Regions from separate parts of the Hordeum vulgare genome. Here region 1 is linked to region 2. The links are chromatin contacts, called in public Hi-C maps. All regions are on one chromosome and are shown on one strand. The core of a region is the stretch at or near the end of the contact, and the rest is flanking DNA. Distances in the headings are between cores, read along the strand shown.

The links. Hi-C and Micro-C count contacts between places; a contact is called where the count stands out from the background.
Region 1: a Hi-C map of seedling shows a contact between it and region 2, with 6 times the contacts expected there. The contact joins the promoter of LOC123443735 here to the promoter of LOC123443733 in region 2. A contact is called at or near these places in 4 of 6 Hi-C or Micro-C datasets (leaf and seedling) and 1 of 1 datasets of contacts at active chromatin or transcription factors (embryo).

What each region holds. Positions count from the first base shown.
Region 1 is chr3H:320,808,106-320,813,836 of MorexV3_pseudomolecules_assembly, forward strand. LOC123443735 (casein kinase I-like) reads left to right here and starts at 3,093. Exons shown (of 13, transcript XM_045120248.1): 1 at 3,093-3,413; 2 at 3,540-3,580; 3 at 4,309-4,378; 4 at 4,469-4,617; 5 at 4,716-4,811; 6 at 4,910-4,980; 7 at 5,216-5,277; 8 at 5,427-5,490; 9 at 5,563-5,731. The coding sequence starts at 3,338.
Region 2 is chr3H:320,223,872-320,230,031 of MorexV3_pseudomolecules_assembly, forward strand. LOC123443733 (chaperone protein dnaJ 49) reads left to right here and starts at 2,150. Exons shown (of 3, transcript XM_045120245.1): 1 at 2,150-2,290; 2 at 2,378-3,685. The coding sequence starts at 2,510. The coding sequence ends at 3,667.

The sequences.
Region 1 (5,731 bases), core at 1,843-4,342, 590 kb after region 2:
CAAAGTAGCGAACACGAATCAACTCAATATGATGAATATGACTAGACATAAATTCCCATGTGTCCTTGGGAGCACTTGCTTTATATAAGAGTATTTTCAGGCATGTCCTTTGCTATAAAAAAGGATTGGGCTACCTTGCTACACCTTTGCTATTGTTGTTACTTGTCACTTGTTACAAATTTTCTTGCTACTAAACTATATATCACCGTTACCTACAACACTTGCAGAGAATACCTTGCTGAAAACCGCTTATCATTTCCTTTTGCTCCTCATTGGGTTCGACGCTATTACTTATTGAACGGACTACGATTGATCCCCTATACTTGTGGTTCATGAGGGTCTTCGGGCTTGTAGGACCACATTGTAGCGGCCCGATGTTGGCAAGGTAGGAGGCAACGATGAAGCATGATCTCAACCATGTTGGTCAGTTCGAGCTTCTTCTTTATCAAGTGGGAGATGCACTTCTGCAGCGACTCCACCTCCGCAGTTTACCCCTAGTCGAGCCCCTTCTTGATCCACGACACCAGCCTTGTGGGAGGTCTGGATCCTAATTCGGAGGGTGCTGCCCAGTCCGCGTCGCGTGGTTCGGTGATATAAAACCACTATTTTTGCCAGATTTTGACGGTATCTATAAAGGTACCTTCCGTCCGCTCAACCCGGGGGAGCTTGCTGATCATCGTCCCCATAGTGCGCCTGCTGGTTATCGACTATATTCGCCTTAACATCAAAGACCGTTAGCCACAAGCCAAAGTTTAGCTAGACCCGTAGAAAGGCCTGCAGATAATAATGAAGGTCGAAATATGCAAGAAGGAGTTCGGGGCGAGATCGTGAAAATCCAACCCGTAGAAGAACATCAAACCCCTTACAAAGGGGTGGAGCGGGAATCCAAGTCCCCAGATGAAATGAGGGATGAACACCACTCTCTCGCCTTGTCTTGACATGGGGATGGCCTAGCCCTCCTCTGGAGCGCGGTGGACTAGGTTGACCGGAAGATAGTCGGCGCGCTTCAGCTCCTGGATGTCGTCGTCGGTGACACTGGAGGCCTCCCACTTTCCCTTGGAACCAGAACCGGCCATGACCGAACCAGGGGAGTGGCCTGAGGAGATTTGAGGGAGGGATGGATCTGGGTGCTTAGAGCTCAAGAGATAGGGAAAGGCGACAATAATGGAGGATCTGAGAAGCGTATGGAGGATTTGGTGGCTCTTTCCCTTTTACAAGCTGCCATAATACCAAGAGCCCCTTTACTACGCCGCAGACCTCGCCATCTCCCAATATAATCGTGTTGTTATGCGCGCGTGGGATAGCCCAAATCATTGATGACATCCTTAAAAACGGGGCACAATCTGCATATTAATGGGACGTGCCAATGGAGGAATTGCCTCGAATCACGAATCGAGCTTTCATAAATGGTTAGTGGTCGTGACCTTTTGCTAAAAGTTGGCAGCCGAAGGCATTGTTCACACTCAAGCGGTTGACCTTCGAGGCTAAGTAGCACATACTGTTTGAAAATCGGGAAGTAATCGGTGGTCAAACTAGTACTGGCCGAACATAAAGGGGGAGAAGAACTCGCCCCGCAAGCCGGAGACTTTGTGCGCGTGAAGGTGCTAGGGATCTAGACCCCGACATTGAAGGTTAGTTTGGGGGCTACTCAGGAAGTCCGGGACTAAAGGGTCCTCGTGCCGCTGGTCTATCTCTTATAGGCCGGATAAGTGGGCCGCTATGTGGCTATTAGTGGAAGGCCGGGCTATAAGGTGACTCCATGTTCACGAAGGAAACCTCCGGTGCTTTGGCGTGTCCTCCAAGTCAAGATGGTAGAATCGACATGTTTATTCCCTCATGGCAACCGACCATGTGTAATCCTAGGCACCCCTGGTGTCTATATAAACCGGAGGGTTTAGTTCGTAGAGGGGTGGAGAACCATTATCCTACTCATCTAGGGTTTAGTTCATCTCATCCTGTGATAGATGACTATGTAATTGTCATACACACATCAATATAATCAAGCAGGACGTAGGGTTTTACCTCTCAGAGAGGGCCCGAACTTGGGTAAATATTGTCCGTGTGTTTCCTGTTCCCCATTGATCCAAGATCCACAGCCTCGGACCCTCTACCCGAGATGCGTCGGTTTTGACACGACAATGACGAAGGCGATACTTGGGCTCAAATTGGACGCACCGAGGTGTGTAGGGGATGATTCCAAAATTACCAAGTGAACCAATGCGGTCAACCAACCCACCTGATGATGTGGCACTAACCCAACCACGTTCATAGCTTGATATGTACAAAAGGACTGTTTTAAAGCGTATCTGCGTATATGAGGATCGTTTTGGAGCAATCGATGAGTGCAAGGACCGTCTTGTTATGTATCAGATACTACATGTATCATAGTTGTAATTATCTCAATACTGATAGATGTATCATCTACACACAAAAAATCATGATGGAATGACATTCCCGAGGTCTAAAGAACAAAATCTATGCTAAGGCTGGTCATAGTGGGGAGTATCATATAGTAGTATCATGCATATGATACTATTGTATGATACTTCCTCCGTCTCAAAATAAGTGTCTCGAGCTTAGTACAACTTTGTACTAGAGCTAGTATAAAGTTGAGACACTTATTTTGGGACGGAGGGAGTACTATCTTCATAGTGCATAGTATCATAAACTAGTATCATATGTGACCTTATTTATTGACATGCATGACATATAGTAGCATATCATTTAACATGTTACGGTATCTACCTATGTTACTCTAACCATCTCTTTTCTTTAATTGCCTGCCACATCAGCATGTTTGCTAGTCCCAATTACATGATACTAACTTAGTTACTCACACTATGGCCAATCTAAAAAGAATATTTTGGAATTCCTTTTGGAGCACACATTTTGTTTTTTCCCACACACCCACGAATTTCATTTCATCACTAAAATTTACACGCAGTTAGAAAACAAAGTAATGTTTGTTGTAAAAATATATTCTGAATTAATATTGGTTTCTTCCTATTTATTTCGGATTTTAGAATAGCATTTTCGTCACTTTCGCAGGTCCTAGTTGCGATGTTAATCTCTCACACCGGCACCTCCACTTTCCAAGAATTCTGTTTCAGCGGAGCGTGGTGGCTGGTGGGTGATGCTCGCGAAAGCAAAGCACCACCGCGAAAGCAAAGCACCACCACCCCACAACGAAAAAGAATATCCCCAATCCCACACTTCTATCCCCGCTCAAACCCTAGCTACCAATCTCCGCAATTCCTCCCTGGCTCAGGTTCCTCCGTAGCTGGATGCCCTCAACCTAGGCGGCGGCTCTGTGGCGTGTGTGCGTGCGCGGCCGCCGATGGAGCCGCGCGTGGGCAACAAGTACCGCCTCGGCCGCAAGCTCGGCAGCGGCTCGTTCGGGGAGATCTACCTCGGTTCGTGTGCTGTTTCCCCGCCTGAACAAACCGTTCTGATGCTAAAGCTCCCGCCTTTGTCCTCTTTCTGCTGGATTGCTGATTAAGTCGTCGGGTGTTTTCACTTTCTCTGGGTTGCCGGTGCAGGTACTAACGTGCAGACCAACGAGGAGGTCGCGATTAAGCTTGTGAGTTGATGCGTCAGTTCTCTTGGATTAAAGTATAGTTGTGTTTATGGTTTATAATCAGTGGCAGTATTGCTTTTAGTGCTAGTATTTTCTTTTTTGATATGGGTGCAAGTTTGATAATTGACGATTTTCTGAAAGAAATGGGCCCAAAGATTAGAGTGACAATCTTATATCTCACTCTTGCGGGAAGTACAATAACAAGAGTATATGTTCCCTGGCTGTTCTTCAGGCTTATGTTTCGCGAATTGGTAGCTCTCAGTCAAACTTCTTTACCAATCACTTCCATCTGCGCTTAAAGGGTAAATGGTGTGTACAGAAGCAAGAGTCATTGAAAACTATTTCCTAACAAGGACCACGGGTAGCTTTTATACGGACTGAGCCGTGTAAGCTCTCCTGCATTTGCTATCTTGCATTACTTCATTTTAGTTCCCAAGAATTAAACGTCAGAGAGAGTATCGAAAATAGAGGAGACGAAAAGTTGATAGATGGTGAATGCAGCCCAACCACCTCCATATCCTCTAGTGCATCAGCAAGATTGTACTTGTTTGCTTCAGTTCTGAAGTTCTAATTTTAGTCCCTTATTTGTGGCGTGCTTTGGAAAAATGTCGCTGCATTATTGGTGTCAGTATAATGGTTGTTATGATGCCATGCTTAGTCCATTTCTCCAAAACTATTGCAGGCTTTGTTCTGTTAAGACTGATAAGGCCTTATGATCTTGCTCTGTCCAGGAAAATGTGAAGACAAAGCATCCTCAGTTGCTGTATGAGTCAAAGTTGTACAGGGTACTGCAGGGCGGAAGTAATACCCGTTCATTTTCTTTCCTTTGACCATAAATATAATTTATTCTTTGCTGTTGTGATGCTGATACACACATTTTTGGTTGTGCAGCTGGGATTTCAAATGTCAAGTGGTTTGGTGTTGAGGGTGACTATAATGTTCTTGTTATGGATGTTTTGGGGCCAAGCCTTGAAGATCTTTTCAGCTTTTGCAACAGAAAATTGTCACTCAAAACTGTTCTGATGCTTGCTGATCAAATGGTATACTCAATAATAGAGATTAGCTAGTCCTTGACATTTTTGTTTTATTATTTGATGATTTTATCTGGTTAAATTCATTTAACTTCCATTTTTATTAGATAAACCGAGTTGAATTTATACATTCAAAGTCCTTCTTGCATCGAGATATTAAGCCAGACAATTTTCTCATGGGCCTTGGAAAGAGAGCAAATCAGGTCAGTCATATTTTGTGCTGTTCACCTGCCTACAGGTCTAGGAGTTATTTAGAATATTATGTATATGCGCTTATATCTTGTCCTTAATGTTCTTGTAGGTATATATGATTGATTTTGGACTAGCAAAGAAATACAGGGACACTTCAACACATCAACACATTCCATACCGGTATATCTAGGCTGATGGTTGAGTCAATTGTCATTTGCACGTCTGCATTAATTTATTTTAGTTGCTTTGGTAACGGCTGATGTTACTTTACTGGGCACCATAACAGGACTGTGTTTCTACATGAAATCGTATTGATGGCATAATAGATATATGTATTACCAAGCATCCTTCTCTTAATAAAGATTTTGTACTTGTCTACCTATAGCCTATATGACAAATGTGTATTGAAAAACAGGGAGAACAAAAATTTGACTGGGACAGCTCGATATGCGAGTGTAAGCACCCATCTTGGAATTGGTCAGTCCACTTCACAAGTTGAACATTAGATCCATTTATCTGTTATGCATATCTTTAAGTGCACCATGTTAACGTTTCTTCATTAAATCTCTCTTGCCTTTAAATGGACCATCTTGTTTAAAGAATAAAGGTTGATGCTTTTTAAATAGAACAAAGCAGAAGGGATGACATGGAGTCTCTTGGATATGTACTCATGTACTTCTTGAGAGGAAGGTTGGTCATGGAGCCTCATATCATTCTGTTTTTCTGTCATCTGGTGTGTTCTAACAGCCCCCCTGTTACCAGTCTCCCATGGCAGGGTTTAAAAGCCGGTACGAAGAAACAGAAGTATGAGAAAATCAGCGAACGGAAGATTGCCACTTCAATTGAGGTGATTCTCGTGCATTTTAAGTTCAATCATGACTTAACTAGTGTGTGTATTAATTGTTTTGTTCGATTTCAGGCTTTGTGTCGG
Region 2 (6,160 bases), core at 900-3,399:
AAAGGAACTCTTTCTTTTCCCATGTCCATTATGTACCGGTGTATCCCAAATCCACCAGCTGACACAAGTCTGTAGCTTATTTGAAAGCTAGCATCTCTCTCCTTGGTCTCGGTCCAACGCTAACATTCTCCTCTGGTTTAAGTATTTCATTGTAATCCCCAAAGCAGAAGGAAGAGAAGATCCCCTTGTATGCCTTTCATAAGCTACCATGTTTTGTGCATGTCACTTATATTGGACTCCCCATATATGCACGTCAATCTCCACACAACCTTTCCCAGGATAGTAACCTTACCATCCATATGACTTCTTGAGTATATAATCAATTCAAAATCAACATTCTTCCAAAAATACCCAAGCCTCCACTTATCCCAACATTGTCAACATCAAAACACCTGTGATATCCCAGTGATCTTGTCAATCCTTCTATTCGCTTCCTATTAACCCGAGTTTCTATCACACATAATATTGCATAAAAAATAAATCATTTCTAAGGTTGCGAAGTTCTCGAATTGTCGTGGCATTGGCAAGTCCGTGATAATTCCAAAATAATGTACTCATTAGGCTTGGTCCTCCTCCTATAGGGAGGTCATCGATTGCATATTATCATCAATATTACTATCCATCTCTTCTCCTTAGCTTCTTCTTTTCCCTATCAAAACTTTCCCTGGTGTACCCAATACAGTGGCATCAACTAAGATAGGAGGTCCAACCTATATATTTAGTACTTCCTAGCAACCAAACTGGGTGGCACAGTTACTTCCTGTTGATCATGTGTATTAACAGTTCCATCTTGACACACAAGTCTTTTTTCGGACCCCTCGCAGGGCCGCTACATCAGTAGACCAAATTTTTTGTGTTGTGTATTCCATGTCCATTGTTTCATCACCTACTTTTGCTTTAGTGCCCATGTTTAGTCCACTTCCACCCCGTCCCCATCCTCCACGTCCTAGAGTCGTACATCCACCTCTCTCGCCACCACCTCTACCTCCACCTCTTCCTCAATTTCGTCCAACTACTCCATCAAAACTCCATAAGAGTCACTCTCCCCATTCATACTTCATATGATCATGTTTCATGTATGCCATCTCCGCATTCTTCCACCACATGTCCCATGAGTCCACAAAGATTACATAAATCAGGAAGCTTCTCATAGTAAAGTGGTACATATTTGTTCCCTTTAGAGTTACCAGCACAAATCGAACTAACGGAATGTTAGCATCACACACACTGTAGCTCTCAATTACTTTGACGTATTAATTATTCCTTCACTAACCACCATTGTTATAGGCGGTACACCAACCTTCTGCACTACCCCGTTCTGCAAGTTCTTTATTCCTCATCAAACCTTACAGGCCCCCTCGATTCTAGCCCATACCATGATTTTGTCAAGCTTGTAGTCGTTCACATCACTGAACCCATCATACTCCTATAAGACAACAATTGCAGTACGAAACAACCAAGGCTCTCCGTCCATCACCCTTTTCCAATCCCCAAATAATCTAAACTTGGCTATGAACAAGTTACTCCCCATTGTAACAACTCCGAGTGGCTAAAATTCCTCGTAGTGTGTACCTTGAATATGGCTAGCCAACGAACCTCTTTTACTAGCTCGTCAAGTTCACGAGAGAAATCAAGATTAGTTTGTTCCTCTCCACATAGATTTAGACCCTCGAACCTATCATTGAGATTAGGTATATGCCCCATGTATGATATTCTTCTTCCTCCTCATATCGCTCTTCCCTTTCTCTTCCTCCATCTACACCAGATCCCTCAACACTGGAGGATGATATCTGCACATCCTCATCTACCCTCCCGGTCTCCACTTCCCTCTTCGTTGCTGCCGCCCCGCGGTTCTGTCATTCAGATCAAGTCTTCAATTGTTCCTTGCTTCACGAACTCCCGCTCCGCGGCACACGTGCCGACTCAACGCGATGATATGGTTGACTCAAGTGAGAATCTCCAGAGTAGATGAAACCCTAGGTAAGCCCTAGGATATTTTTTAGTGTAATTTTTTTAACACAAAATCAACCCAGCTAACAAACACAGCCAAGGGAATTAAAATCCAGCAAACAAAAAACAAATATGGGCCGGCACAGTTGCTACAGGTGGGACCATCTCGCGTTGGGCCAATAGAGTCTGCACTCTTTTCCTTCACGCGTCGAAAAGGAAACAAAATTTCCAGCAAAAGAGGTTCGGGTCGTCGCGTCGTCGTTGCCCAATCCTCTCCCCATCTCCCCCACCTCTCCTGCTCCGCGCCGTTGCCGATCTGGCCCCAGTCAACTCCGGCGAGGTAAGAATATTTGTTCGTCCAATTCGTCTAGTCTTAGGGTTTCTGCGGAACTGTTCTTATGCTTTCTCTCCGGAACTACCTACTCAGATTGGATTGATTGGATTGAAGTAAACTGGACTGGAGCCGATCCGATCCGATCTGATCGGACTGTGCTGGCGTCTAGAGAAGCTTGAGGAGGGCTCGCTCGCTGTCGCGGGCCACAGATCTGCCGCGTCCGCCATGGATGGCAACAAGGACGACGCTGTCAAGGCCCTGCGCATCGGCAAGGACGCCCTCGACGCCGGGGATACCGCCCGCGCCCTCAAGTTTCTGTCTAAGGCCAAGCGGCTGGACCCCTTGCTCCCCATCGATCACCTCCTCAACCCGCTGCTCAACAAGGATGACCCGTCCTCCTCACCGGCCTCGTCATCATCGTCATCTGCCCCACATCCCCCACCGCCTCCGCCGTCGCGAACTGCAGCGACAGCAGCAGAACCAATCGGGGCTGACGGCTTGAGAGAAAGGAAGCAGAAGGGCAAGAAGAAGGATGGGGAGGAGGGCGGCGGTGATGCTGCTGGGTTGAGGACGTACACAGAGGAGCAGCTGGAGGTGGTCCACCAGATCAAGAAGCACACTAGGGATTATTACAAGATCCTGGGCCTCGAAAAGGACTGCACTGTCGAGGACGTGCGCAAGGCCTACCGCAAGCTCTCTCTCAAGGTGCACCCTGACAAGAACAAGGCCCCTGGTGCGGAGGACGCCTTTAAGGCTGTCTCCAAGGCCTTCCAGTGCCTCAGCGATGCAGAGAGCCGCAAGCGCTTCGATCTTGTTGGTTCTGAAGAGCCGCCGGCATACAACAGGAGGGCGGCATCCACTGCTCGTTCATACAATGGTTTCTACGAAGATGACATTGACCCGGATGAGATATTCAGGAACTTCTTCTTTGGTGGGATGGCTCCTGCCACCACCAGGCAGTTTGGGCAGTTTGGGACGTTTCATTTCAGGACTGGCGGGATGCATCATGCTCATGGTGCGCAGCAGGGTTCTGGTGGTTCAACTGTCCGTATGCTTGTCCAGCTGTTGCCTGTCCTGCTGCTTCTGTTGCTCAACTTCCTGCCATCCTCTGAGCCAGTCTACTCCCTATCCCGCTCCTACCCTTATGAGCACAAATTTCAAACCCAACGTGGAGTAACATACTATGTCAAGCTGCCTAATTTTGAGGATCAGTATCCACACCAGAGCACTGAGCGTACAACACTGGAGCGGCATGTTGAGAGGGATTACTACTCGATAATAACACAGAATTGTAGGGTTGAGCTGCAGCGTCGCCAATGGGGGCTAGCCTACCAGACACCACACTGTGATATGCTTCAGAAATTTGAGGCAACAGCACAGTAATTCTTCCGATGCCACAAGGTGTGGATTGACTCTCCCTGCACATTATTTTGCAGTAGCAATATACTACTATCATTAATACTCCTTCTGTGGTGCTTTGCAACCTTATTCTTGTATCTTGATATTTTTACTGTTCTGATGTAATAACCAACACTTTAAGGCCTTCTTTCCTAGTTCTATTCGGTCCTTGTTGTGGGTGCACACACATGGCAAGTGAATTTTCTGCTTTTCACCTGAATGTCCATTCAGTCTTGATTGTGAAAGAGATATAGTGGTAGATGTTATTTCATGCTAGTTAATGGACATCTCCATCCAACACATTAAGTATCTACTGAGTACTTGGCGGTACATAATTACGTAGCTACACAACTGAGTAACTGTAACTTGCTCTGACAGCTAGCAGCCTGTATGATGGACCGATAGATAATCGAACAATCATCTATGCATCCTGTTTCATATGGTTTTGATTAGTGGTTCTGATACTATTATCTGGATTTCAGTATAAAACTTATAGCCATGCTAAGGGCCAGTTCTTTTGGCAACTTAAAAAATAAGCCGCCTCATCCCCATCTTTTCCCATAAGCCGCCTCGCTTATTAGTTGGGGCTTCTAAACTTGTTATGGGATAACTAATTGAGAAGTCTCAACAAATTTAAAGGTGGCTTATTTTTTAAGCTAGGGAGAGGTAGCTTATTTTTCAAGCCGCCCAAAAGAACTGGCCCTAAGCCATGGAAGCTGTGCTATTACTAATGTATGCGTGCCTCTTTTCCTAGTTTTTGAAGAGTTACAGAAGTTCCACATATTCTAAGCTTTGTTTATCATATCTTCCTGACTATATCAATTGGTCTTATGCCCTATGCTTGATTTTTGTAACCAGTGGCATGCCCATAGGAAGCTGTCAGTCATTCTATATCTTCAGTCTAGCCATGTAACAGTGGCATGCCCATATTTGTTAAGCCTCTTGTTCTGGCTGTTTTTATTTTTATTTTTATAACCTCTACGTGCAGAATGGTACATTTGAGCGTTTGCATTGAACAGTTGCCTACATATGGAACCCCAACACTTGGCAGGTGTAGTGTGTCATTGTAGGATGCACCAGGCATGTTGTAGCAATGCGTTAAGTGTTAGTGTATGCATGCCTCAATTATATTGCTATCGAGTTTTAAGAAGTGATTTGATTATATTTTTCTGTTACAAAGTTGGCATGGGTAGTGATTACAGAATACTGAATGGGGTTAGTCTGTAGCAATTATATAACATCTTATAAAGACTTGAGTTCCATTTGACCTTCTGCCCTCTACCTTTTTTATGTTCCTTACAAAATGATCAACCCTTAGGATACATCAATCTGATTTTTTTTTTTGCTAACACATACTCCCTCCGTTCCAAAATATAAGGTGTATTAGCTTTTTCGAAAGTAGGGCTGGTTGCCATAGATAGATTGGATCATTCGTAACCTGAGCAATAACTGATGGTACTACAGCAATACCGGAAGAAACTACAGCTATACGTGGTGGCCCCACACGCAGCTTTGTTAATAAGCATCACCCTTCCTTTCTTTTCAAATGTTCCCCAGTCAATCCGCAGCTTATTCGATTCCTATTCTTATTGAACATCTGATATAGATGGTGGGAAAAACATGTGCATGTTTGACCAAGTTTTTAGAAAAAAGGTATCAATATCTACAGTACCAAATTTGTATCCCGAGATCCATCACGATAAGTATTTTCCTATTTTACTTATTTTGCATTGTAGATATCGAGATTTTATTCTATAATTTTGGTCAAACATACACAAGTTTGACTTGCACGGAAATTGATACACCTTATATTCTGGAACGGAGGGAGTACTAGGTAGCTGAAGGCAAATGGCCCATGTGTTGACTATCTGGGTGAAGTGTGATTTCGTTTTGTGCTTGGTTATTGTTAACTTGCTAGCTTGAAGAACAATTTCCTAAGTATGTGTAATTTGTGCACAATCTTGGACAATCATATGTTCTGTAAGCCTTGCTTAGGTACTTCCGAGCTGCCTCTAAGGCTCTTGCCTCTCAACATTGAGCTCTCTTTCTAGCTTCTCTCCTAGTCTGCTGCTCCTTCTCTATTGCTTCTACTACCCCGCTGCTGCCTCTCCTTCTCTGTCGTTTCTCCTCCGCCGCCTTTGCTGCTGCCGGAAGATGTTGATTTCTCAGCGGACTACCTTGCCGGCTGCCTAGGTCATCGGCTAGGACCTAAGCACCGTGGCTTGTCCGCTCTCCAGCGCCTATGCTAGTCTAGGCGAGCGCCCCTTGGAATCTTGATTGTATGAGATAACTTGATTTACTCAAATGACGTTAAGAAAGGTATTAGTTGCTCGGTGGGTGTTTTTGTAGTGTCTAGGTGTTCTGACTGGCCAGAGCAGCTTGGAGGGGCTTGGGCTGAAACCAGAAAGGGGAAGGGGAAGAAAGAAAGGAAGGAATAAGAGGGAAAGGAATGCCCACCTGTTTAAAGTCTCATCTGGC